3 separate regions of the Mus musculus genome follow, and all the other regions are linked to region 2. Evidence: chromatin contacts called from public HiChIP or PLAC-seq data. All regions are on one chromosome and are shown on one strand. The core of a region is the stretch at or near the end of the contact, and the rest is flanking DNA. Distances in the headings are between cores, read along the strand shown.

Region 1 (2,934 bases), core at 295-2,794, 440 kb before region 2:
GGGAAAAACTTACCTTTGATCTGCTCATGTTCTGCTCCTCTTGGGGGAACTGTAGACACTGCTGACTGACCTGCTGGAGGAAAAGCTCGCTGAAATCGGAGATTAACTGGTCTACACAGGGACATGTCTCTCGCCTGGGAACCACCAAGTGAAATCGCAGCTTATACACACTGCAGAGGTGATAGGAAGGAAATCACAAACCTAACTCCAACAGGTGGAATGGGGGGTGGGAGGCGAGGGGGGGCGGGTACAGTTCTATGATGAACACTACGCTGCCTTCTTTTTATCCACGGGCATTTGGTGTAAAGGTGGGGGAAACAAGGGTACTTATTTTATTTCCTATTCAAACTGTTGCAAAATATGTCACAGTGAATGAGGATTCTGGGCACTATATATATATATATCTGGGATCCATGTTCCATGAGGTGACATACATGCAATCCCAACTCTCTGGAGGCGGAGACGGGAGGATCACCCACTACCAGAACAATATGTGCCACAAGGAATCCACGCCTCAAAAAAACTAAAACACAAAAAGGAAAAATGGTCCAGATGGATAGACGTCCGACAAACAGGGATAAAGCGTGGTTTGTTTTCAAACTATCCAACTAAACTTGGTTACTGCTGCATATCTTAAAAAGGGACTAAGGGAAGAAACTAGAAAACAATGGCACTCATTTCAACACAACCTTGATTAAGTCTCACACCTGTCGCAGACTCAGTCTTCCTTCACGAGCAGAAAGAAGTAAAAGCAGATTTTGAGCACTAGACCATTACGATGCCTCAAGGGCAGACTCGGGGGGGGGGGGGACCACAGACAGAGCAAGAGAGCTGATGGACGCTGAGTGACACCGTGGGAATCTGGAGCCCTTGAGTTCTTCAGTGCCTGCACTCTGTCCTCGGGACTGACCGTGCAGCCCAAAGCGATGCAGCTGTCCCGCTGTCAGCCCGACCACCTCGACCCTCCCAGGCGCCGCAAGCTGGGGACAGCGGGGTGCCCGGGTGAACTGACTGGGCACCATCTGTGCCCAGCATCCCTCCCGCAGCCCCGATCGCTCTGCGCCCTCGGGCCTCACCGAGCAGGCGTCTCCGCTGCCCCTGTCAGCCTCCGCGCCGAGCTCTCGCTAGGCCTCCCTAGCCCGCACAGCCGAGTCTGTTCGCTGCCGCCCCGGAAGCTCCGGCCTCGGCCCTGCAGGCTCGGCAACTCCAGCTTAGCGAACGCAAAGGCTGCGGGAGGGAAGGTAGCCTCGACACACCAGACCTGCAGGAAGTCACCACGGCGCAGTGGCCCAGCGCAAGCGCGGGCACGCGCACAGGCCGCGACGCGCATGTGCAGCATCTTCCCGGAAGTCCGAGTTCCAAGGCTCTCCTTTCTCCCCAAGAATTGCACAGAAACTCTGTGTCCCAGACGCCTTCGCGCGCCACTGCATCTAGGGATCCTCGCGCAAGAACTTACCTCCTCCCAGCAGTTTGGGGGAGGTGCTCTGAGAGCAATGGCTGCCTCCAGCCATGCTCTTACCTTCTTGTTTGTCCTCACTCCCTTTGAGCCTGGAGAAACGGCCTGCTGCGTGAAGTCCCAAGTCTTGTCCCTGGCTCAGGACTCCTAAAATAAGAGGAAGATTGTGTTAGAAGGAAAGAAAACTGAGTGTCATTCTCGATTAACCAAACTTCCTTGAAGTACTAGGTACAAGAAATAACCAGCTGTGCTTTACAAAGAAGGAGGCACAAACACTAATGGTGGGTTTCTAGAACATACGTCTAATGCCCAGAAACTCTAAAAAACAGAACCAGAAAGAGAACACAGAAAGAAGAAAACACCTACCTGCAATGTGATCTCTGAAAGGTGATATTTAGGGCCGGGCGACAATGACAGTTTTCAACGATGGTTACATTATGATGAACGGCTCCTCGATTTCTTATTGAATTAATGCAACGACGTTCTTGGCCTAGTTCTTCATAAAGACGTTGGCGTCAAAATTAATAACAAAGCCTGTCAATAGAAAAAGTTCTCTGCGCCGATGCAGAGAGTAACGTTTTCATCCCAGAAGCACCAAGCGCCTTGGAGCGCCAACCCTAGGTAATAAACTGCTGAGCAACCAGCAGGAGACAGAAGCATCACGAATCCCTCTCAGATGCTGCAGGGCACACATGGTCTCAGGAGAAAGGGTGAGCCCTCCTCCTCGGAAGGCCTGCACTGCCATGGGGCACCTTCTCCCAGGTTCTCACCTCACCTGGTCACTGAGGTGCCCACCTGAGCTGGCTCCTATCTCTTAAACCAAAAGCTTCCCTTCCCCGTGGCAAGCAGGGGTTACGTCTCTGAATGAGGGGCCTGGGCTAAACTCCCCAGGTGACAGGGAGATAGGAACACTCTTTTCTCCAGGTTTACATTGCACAGATGGGACTCAGGCCTTTCAGAAAAGGAATTCCTTGCTTGCAGTGAGGACATTCAAGCTCATATAATTTTTGTATTGAGAGAAGATTTCGGTTTGTACACACATACGGAACAAGGGTTGCCAGTCAACAGACTGAGATCCTTCTGCTCTGCACAGATAGGAGAAGCTCAACCTGTGTGGGCCATCCTAGGTCTACTGGCTGGACCAGCAGGCCTACAGGCTTTCAGCTCCAAGTCCTGACCTAGGGCTCTATTGCCTCAGGCTTTAGAAACTAGACACTTAACGTCCTAGCCTTTCACCCACCAGTGACCCTGGCACCCGGCAGTTGTTGTAATATGTGGCCTCCAGCAGAAGCAGCAGGCAGCAAGTGTCCCTGCTAGTGATAATGATCCTAGATGGACATCAGGTATAGTGAGTGACCTCTCAACTACTACAGACAGGACTGGAACAGCTCTTGAGTCCAAGGTAGATTCATAAGTTCCCCAGGTGACAGGGTTGTTCTCTTCCTTGAGGTTTGCAATGCATAGAAAGGGGCTCTTGG
Region 2 (2,762 bases), core at 202-2,701:
CGTTAAGGAGAAGTTACTGGAAACGAGACATACGGAATGAGAAAATCGAGCCATAGATTTGGAACAGGGGAGTACTGAGTCCGTCTGCCCAGCCCTGGGCTGTGCCCACGGGAAATTGAATTCAGAGCTCCTACTGCATCATAAATCCAGGGCAGCTGGCAGCAAGCCAAGGGAGACTAACGCTCAACTGCACGGGCATCTGACGCCAGACTGGCCAACCCCTGTACTAATGCTTTCTGAGAGCCGAGCCCCAGCTGTGCCGGACTGGGGTTAGGGTTCAACAGCATCACTATATTCATTTACCAACCTAATACTTTGTTAATTCTAAAATGCATCCAATCCGCAGGAAAAATGAGACTCCATTATTATTATACACCCAAAAGATAAAAGGCTGGAATTACCCTAACATTCTGAGGGTAAAGAAGGGAGGAGGTGGGGGTGGGGAGAGTCTTCTCATGGGCTCGTTTTCAGATGATGATGATGATGACTTCAGACAGAGACTCACTAGGTAGCCCTGGCTAACTTGGAACTCACTAAGCAGACTAAACCCACTAAGATTCTGTTGAGATTGGCTTGCTGTGGTCAAAGGTATTCGCCACCGCACCCAGTTTTTATTATTTTTAAAATAAACACTTAAAAAAAGATTTATTTAGCTGGGCATGGTGGCTCATCCTTTTAGCTCCAGCATTCAGGAGTCAAAGGCAGGAAGATCTCTGAGTTCAAGGTCAGCCTGGTCTACAGAGAAAGAGTTCCATGACATTGATGGCTATGCAGAGAAACCCTATCTCAAAAAGTTTTTTTAAAATTTTATTTTGTGTGTATCAGTGTTTTGCCCGCACATATATGTGTGCACTACAAGCATGCCTGATGTGGGTGGAGGTAAGAGTGTGCCAGATAACCGTCATATGAGTGCAGGTGCCCTTGGAGGCCGGAAGTATTGGATCCTTTTTGTAGTCATAGTTACAAGGGTTCTGTGGGTGCTGAGAACCAAACTCTGATTCTCTTCAAGAGCAGCGAGTGCTCTTAACAACAGAACTACATCCCCACACAATTATTACTGTGTGTATGTCATGTGTGGACGCCCACGCATGCTGCGGTCACAGTAAAACTTTATAGTCAGTTCTTTCCTTCTGCCTTTAAGTGGGGGCCACTTGAGCCAATCATCAGCCTTCCTTTTCAGATAGTTTCTCACTCCCTACTCTATGCATTTGCGAGTCGCAGCCCTTAGCCATCAGGTTTTGTAGAGCAGGGCGTCCTCGTGCTCCTGATAGACCCGGCTTCCTCTCCAGGATGCTCTAGAGGGGCAGACAGGAGGTTCGAGGGAGAGTGCTGCGCTGCAGGATCCAAGTCTCCTAGCTAAGCAGCTACTGCAGCTACTGCAAGGCCGGGCGGAGTCTGGTGGGCGGGACCGCTCGGCGTCTAGGCTCCGCCCACACCGACAGGGGAGGCGTGGTTTTGTGTCACGTGATGGCGCCGGAGCAGTGAGGCTCCGCCCGGCCCTCCGTGGAGGCCCGGCCGCGACCCGGGCCGCGCTCGCTGAGGAGCTCTCCGGTTCTCCCCGCGACCACTTCTCTTAGTCCCGGCGTTCAGCCCAGTCGCTCCCGCCGGCTCCGGGCTCGCCGGCTGGCGGGGAGTGGCCTCAAAATGGACGAAGGCGGTGGCGGTGAGGGCGGCAGCGGTGAGTGATGGAGGTGTGGCCGGCTCTCTGGGCGGCCCTGAGGCCGAGGGTCGCGCTGTTGAGAGCCCAGGCTTGAGACGTGGGGCCGGGTGTCGGGTGGGGTGGCGGCGACCGTGGGGAGGTGCGCGGGGTAAGGCGGGGACTCGGGCTTCGCTGCCCTGGTGAGAGGACATGTCGGAGACCGCGGGGTCGTCGCCCAGCGCGGTCGCGGGTCGCGGGTTCGAGGCCGGGGTCTCCGCAGCACAGCTCCAGGTCGCCTTTCTGAGATGGGGCCACTCTGCGGGGCGACCTTCCCAGCGTCTCATTGCCAAGGGCGTCCACGCCCTCCCTAGCCCAGCTGTTTCGGACGGGCCCCTCTCCTTTTCAGCTCTCCTCAGGTGTCTGGAGCTTGGGAGCTCCTGGATGGGGAGGGGAAAGTTTTCAATTTGGAGGACTCGGAGGGCCCGGAGGGTGGGGTGGATCGGTCGGGGGAGAGGAGGAAGGTTGGAAGTCATGACCACGTCTCTGATTTTTAGATCAGAAGTACTCATTGGGAATGGCTTAAAGGACATGAGGGGCAGGCAGCTCCAGTCCAGGTCTGAGTATGCATTTTTTTATCAAATAGAAAAGAAAAAATGCTACAGAGAAGGGGTCGGGTGTAAAAATAAAAAGGGGGCCAAATAGCACAAATGATAGAATCATTGTCTAGCATGCCCAGGACGCTGAGTTTGATCCCCAACACCACCAAATGGAAAATATAATTAAGAAATTAAAGGGGTCAGGTGGGATTCCTTTAAAGCCGAGGGTGGGATGCGGGAGCCACAGCAGCGAGACTGTTAGACTCCTGGACAGGTGCCTGTGACAGACACCCTTCCAGAGGTGGGCTATCAGTTCTCCGTGTTGCTCAGGCTGTATGTATGTGCCTGACTTTGAGTTCCACCCTGCTGCAAATGAGCCGGTTGCAAATTACTCAACGGAGTACAGATTCCTGTTGTGTCATTTCATGAATTTGGTTTCCCAAAACATCAAGAGTCACCGTTTGTGGAGTGGGACTTTACTTGAAGTAAGCAAAGGGTTAATAATGTACCCGTCATTTTTTACCCAA
Region 3 (2,700 bases), core at 108-2,607, 340 kb after region 2:
TGCAAGGGGTCTGATGGCTTCTCTTGAACTCCCCCGGGGCATCAGGCATGAATATGGTGCATACAGTCATTCAGGCAAAACACTCATACACATAAAAGAAAAGAAATATCTTTCCAAATACAAACATATTTTCAGCGGGTCAGGACTGCACTACAGGGGAACACTTGCCTCGGGTTCCCAGCACGGGGAAACACATAAAAAGTGTTGCTCAGCAGGCAGTATGTTTAAAATGTCTTAGTTTGGAAGTCAAGTATGGTGTTAAGTTCCTGTAGTCCCAGCACTTGAGAGGCTAAGGCAGGAGGGTCAGCTGTTCAAGGTCAGCCAAGAGCTAGTAAGATCCTGTTTCAAAGAACCAATGTTGTTAGTTTGAAAAAACAATCAGCAGGTTCTTTTTTTTTTTTTTTTTTCTTTTGGTTTTTCGAGACAGGGTTTCTCTGTTGTAGCCCTGGCTGTCTTAGAACTCACTCTGTAGACCAGGCTAGCCTCGAACTCAGAAATCTGCCTGCCTCTGCCTCCCAAGTGCTGGGATTAAAGGCGTGTGCCACCACCGCCCGGCCCATAATATATTTAATTTATACTTAAATATTAATGAGAGAGTTGTAATGTATGGTTTTGTGTGTCAACTTGACACAAGCTGGAGTTATCACAGAGAAAGGAGCCTCCCTTGAGGAAATGCCTCCAGGAGATCCAGCTGTAAGGCATTTTCTCAATTAGTGATCAATGAGGGAAGGGCCCATTATGGGTGGTGCCATCTCTGGGCTGGTAATCTTGGGTTCTATAAGAAAGCAAACTGAGCAAGCCAGTAAGTCACATCCCTCCATGGCTCTGCATCAGCTCCTGCTTCCTGACCTGCCTGAGTTCCAGTCCTGACTTCCTTTGTTGATGAACAGCAGTGTGGAAGTGTAAGCTAAATAAATCCTTTCCTCCCCATGATGTTCATGCAGGAATAGAAAACCCTGACTAAGACAAGAGTATTTAATAATTTAACAGAATTGTGTGTGTGTGTGTGTGTGTGAGAGAGAGAGAGAGAGAGAGAGAAACCTAGTGTCTAAATGTAGGGAGACGTGTTTAAAATATGTGGTTTGGAGGTGGAATATCACACAAGTGTCCCCTTCCTTCCTCACCCTCATTTCTTACTGAGGAAATAACTCATTTGTCTTTACAGAGGTCGGGCATGCTGGTTTTCACCGGCTGCGTCCTCATGTCAGGCTATGTCCTTTCCTCACAAGTCCAGGAAAGCACCGGTTAGAAACAGACATGACTGATCCGGGTGTTTTGTGTTCTGCACAGCCACAGGTGGTCACTGCCTTTGCCACTCTTTCCTTTTAATGACGGTGACTCACCAGTGGCTCACCTGGCATCAACCCAATGCTCTGCTTCCCAGGACCTTCACTTGTGGCCTTCGCAGCCCCAGGGGTCACTCCTCAGCGGTTAGTTAACAGCCGCTGTTTCACTAGAGACAGTACAATAACTTTCTCTCTCATTTCTTTTATATTAATTTGAAAAAATTTAAATTTGTGTATATACGTGTGTGCCTGTGTGTATGTGCACATGTGTGCAGGCACCCTTGAGGGTCACAAGACATGGGATCCTCTGGAGTCACAAGTGATTGTGAGCCACTTCCTATGGGTGCTGGCCAGCAAGGCTGAGGGATCTACCCTCCTCCACTTGGGTTGTGCTGGGACCATAGGTGTTGGCTGTGCTGATGGCTTTTTCACACCAACAGTAGGGACAGAACTCAGGTCCTCACTCTTGCAGAGCAAACATGTTACTGACAGAGCCAGCTTGCCAGCCGTTCGGTGATTCTTATCTAAAGAAGGGTCTCAATGTGTGTCCCAGGCTGGCCTCAAACTTGCAATCCCCCTCAGCACTGGGATTATAGCTCTAAAATAGTAAGTTTTTAAGGTACTGATTTCTGATACATTTCCTTAAGGTGTTCAGTCAGTCGCTGCCATTAACATCAGAATATATGCCCATGTATAATTACAGGCATCTATGTTGGTGTTACCTTTCTACAGGACTTTAGGATGATAAATAAAGACCTAACTGCGACCAAATTCATGACTGTGATAGCGGAGGACAACCCTTTCGTGTACGATGGAACTGACAGCAACTTCGAGCTTGAGGTTTGTAAAGTGTTGCTGGGAACAGTGCAGATCCAGTTTAAGCCGCGCGTCTCTAACGTACATGATTTACACATACAGAAACCCAGGGGGATGTACAGATGTACACAGCTGCCCTTTCAGGAATCGGGGATTACACTAGAAAGGGGCTGGGGAGGTGGCTCAGCTGGTAAAGTGCTTGCCCTGCAAGCATGGGGACCTGAGTTTGCTCCCTAGAACCCGTGAAGAAAGTCAGCTGTGGCGGTGCTCACCCATAAAACCAGTGCTGGGGAGGTGGGGACAGGAGGGTCAACCAGTGCGGCTAAATCAGTGAACCCCAAGCGAGTGAGAAACACCATCTCAAAAGCCGAGGTGGGGCGCAATAGAGGAAGACACTCGGAGATGGCCTCTGCCCCCCCCCCCAGACACTCGTGTAGCCCCTATACAGGACTAATAAATGAATCGGAAATCACCAATCACTTCCTGATCCACTCCAGCGTGTCGGAATAAACGAGGCCTCCCTGTGCTTCTTGTCATTGCAGCTGGTTTTCCTGGAATTCTTTGAAGCCCTCTTATGCTTCTCTCTCTGCTGCATGTT

The links. HiChIP or PLAC-seq counts read pairs in DNA pulled down with a chosen protein or histone mark.
Region 1: a FOXA1 HiChIP or PLAC-seq map of pancreatic cancer cells shows a contact between it and region 2. The contact joins the promoter of Spdye4b here to the promoter of Cyth3 in region 2. A contact is called at or near these places in 2 of 115 datasets of contacts at active chromatin or transcription factors (double positive thymocytes and pancreatic cancer cells).
Region 3: an HNF4G HiChIP or PLAC-seq map of pancreatic cancer cells shows a contact between it and region 2. The contact joins the enhancer-like site here to the promoter of Cyth3 in region 2. A contact is called at or near these places in 4 of 39 promoter capture datasets (embryonic stem cells, pre-B cells and stem cell-derived epiblast-like cells), 1 of 15 datasets of contacts at CTCF or cohesin (the NIH/3T3 cell line), 4 of 115 datasets of contacts at active chromatin or transcription factors (embryonic stem cells and pancreatic cancer cells) and 1 of 9 other capture datasets (liver).

What each region holds. Positions count from the first base shown.
Region 1 is chr5:143,179,473-143,182,406 of GRCm38.p6, forward strand. Spdye4b (speedy/RINGO cell cycle regulator family, member E4B) reads left to right here and starts at 1,545. Exons shown (of 8, transcript NM_001384193.1): 1 at 1,545-2,166. The coding sequence starts at 2,149. It overlaps Rbak (RB-associated KRAB zinc finger), which reads right to left and starts at 1,303. Exons shown (of 5, transcript NM_001045482.2): 1 at 1,077-1,303; 2 at 14-70. The coding sequence starts at 28.
Region 2 is chr5:143,620,996-143,623,757 of GRCm38.p6, forward strand. Cyth3 (cytohesin 3) reads left to right here and starts at 1,452. Exons shown (of 13, transcript NM_011182.4): 1 at 1,452-1,678. The coding sequence starts at 1,645.
Region 3 is chr5:143,964,459-143,967,158 of GRCm38.p6, forward strand. The region is part of intron 2 of Gm17135 (a long non-coding RNA gene); the gene reads right to left. It also overlaps a transcript of Pms2 not described here. Among named protein-coding and RNA genes, the nearest start is that of Gm17135, 15 kb to the right of the region's middle. Within about 2 kb of position 1,358, at least 5 of the 459 cell types and tissues checked have an H3K27ac peak or open chromatin away from gene starts, as enhancers often do. A contact at or near this core is called in pancreatic cancer cells, where this site is marked.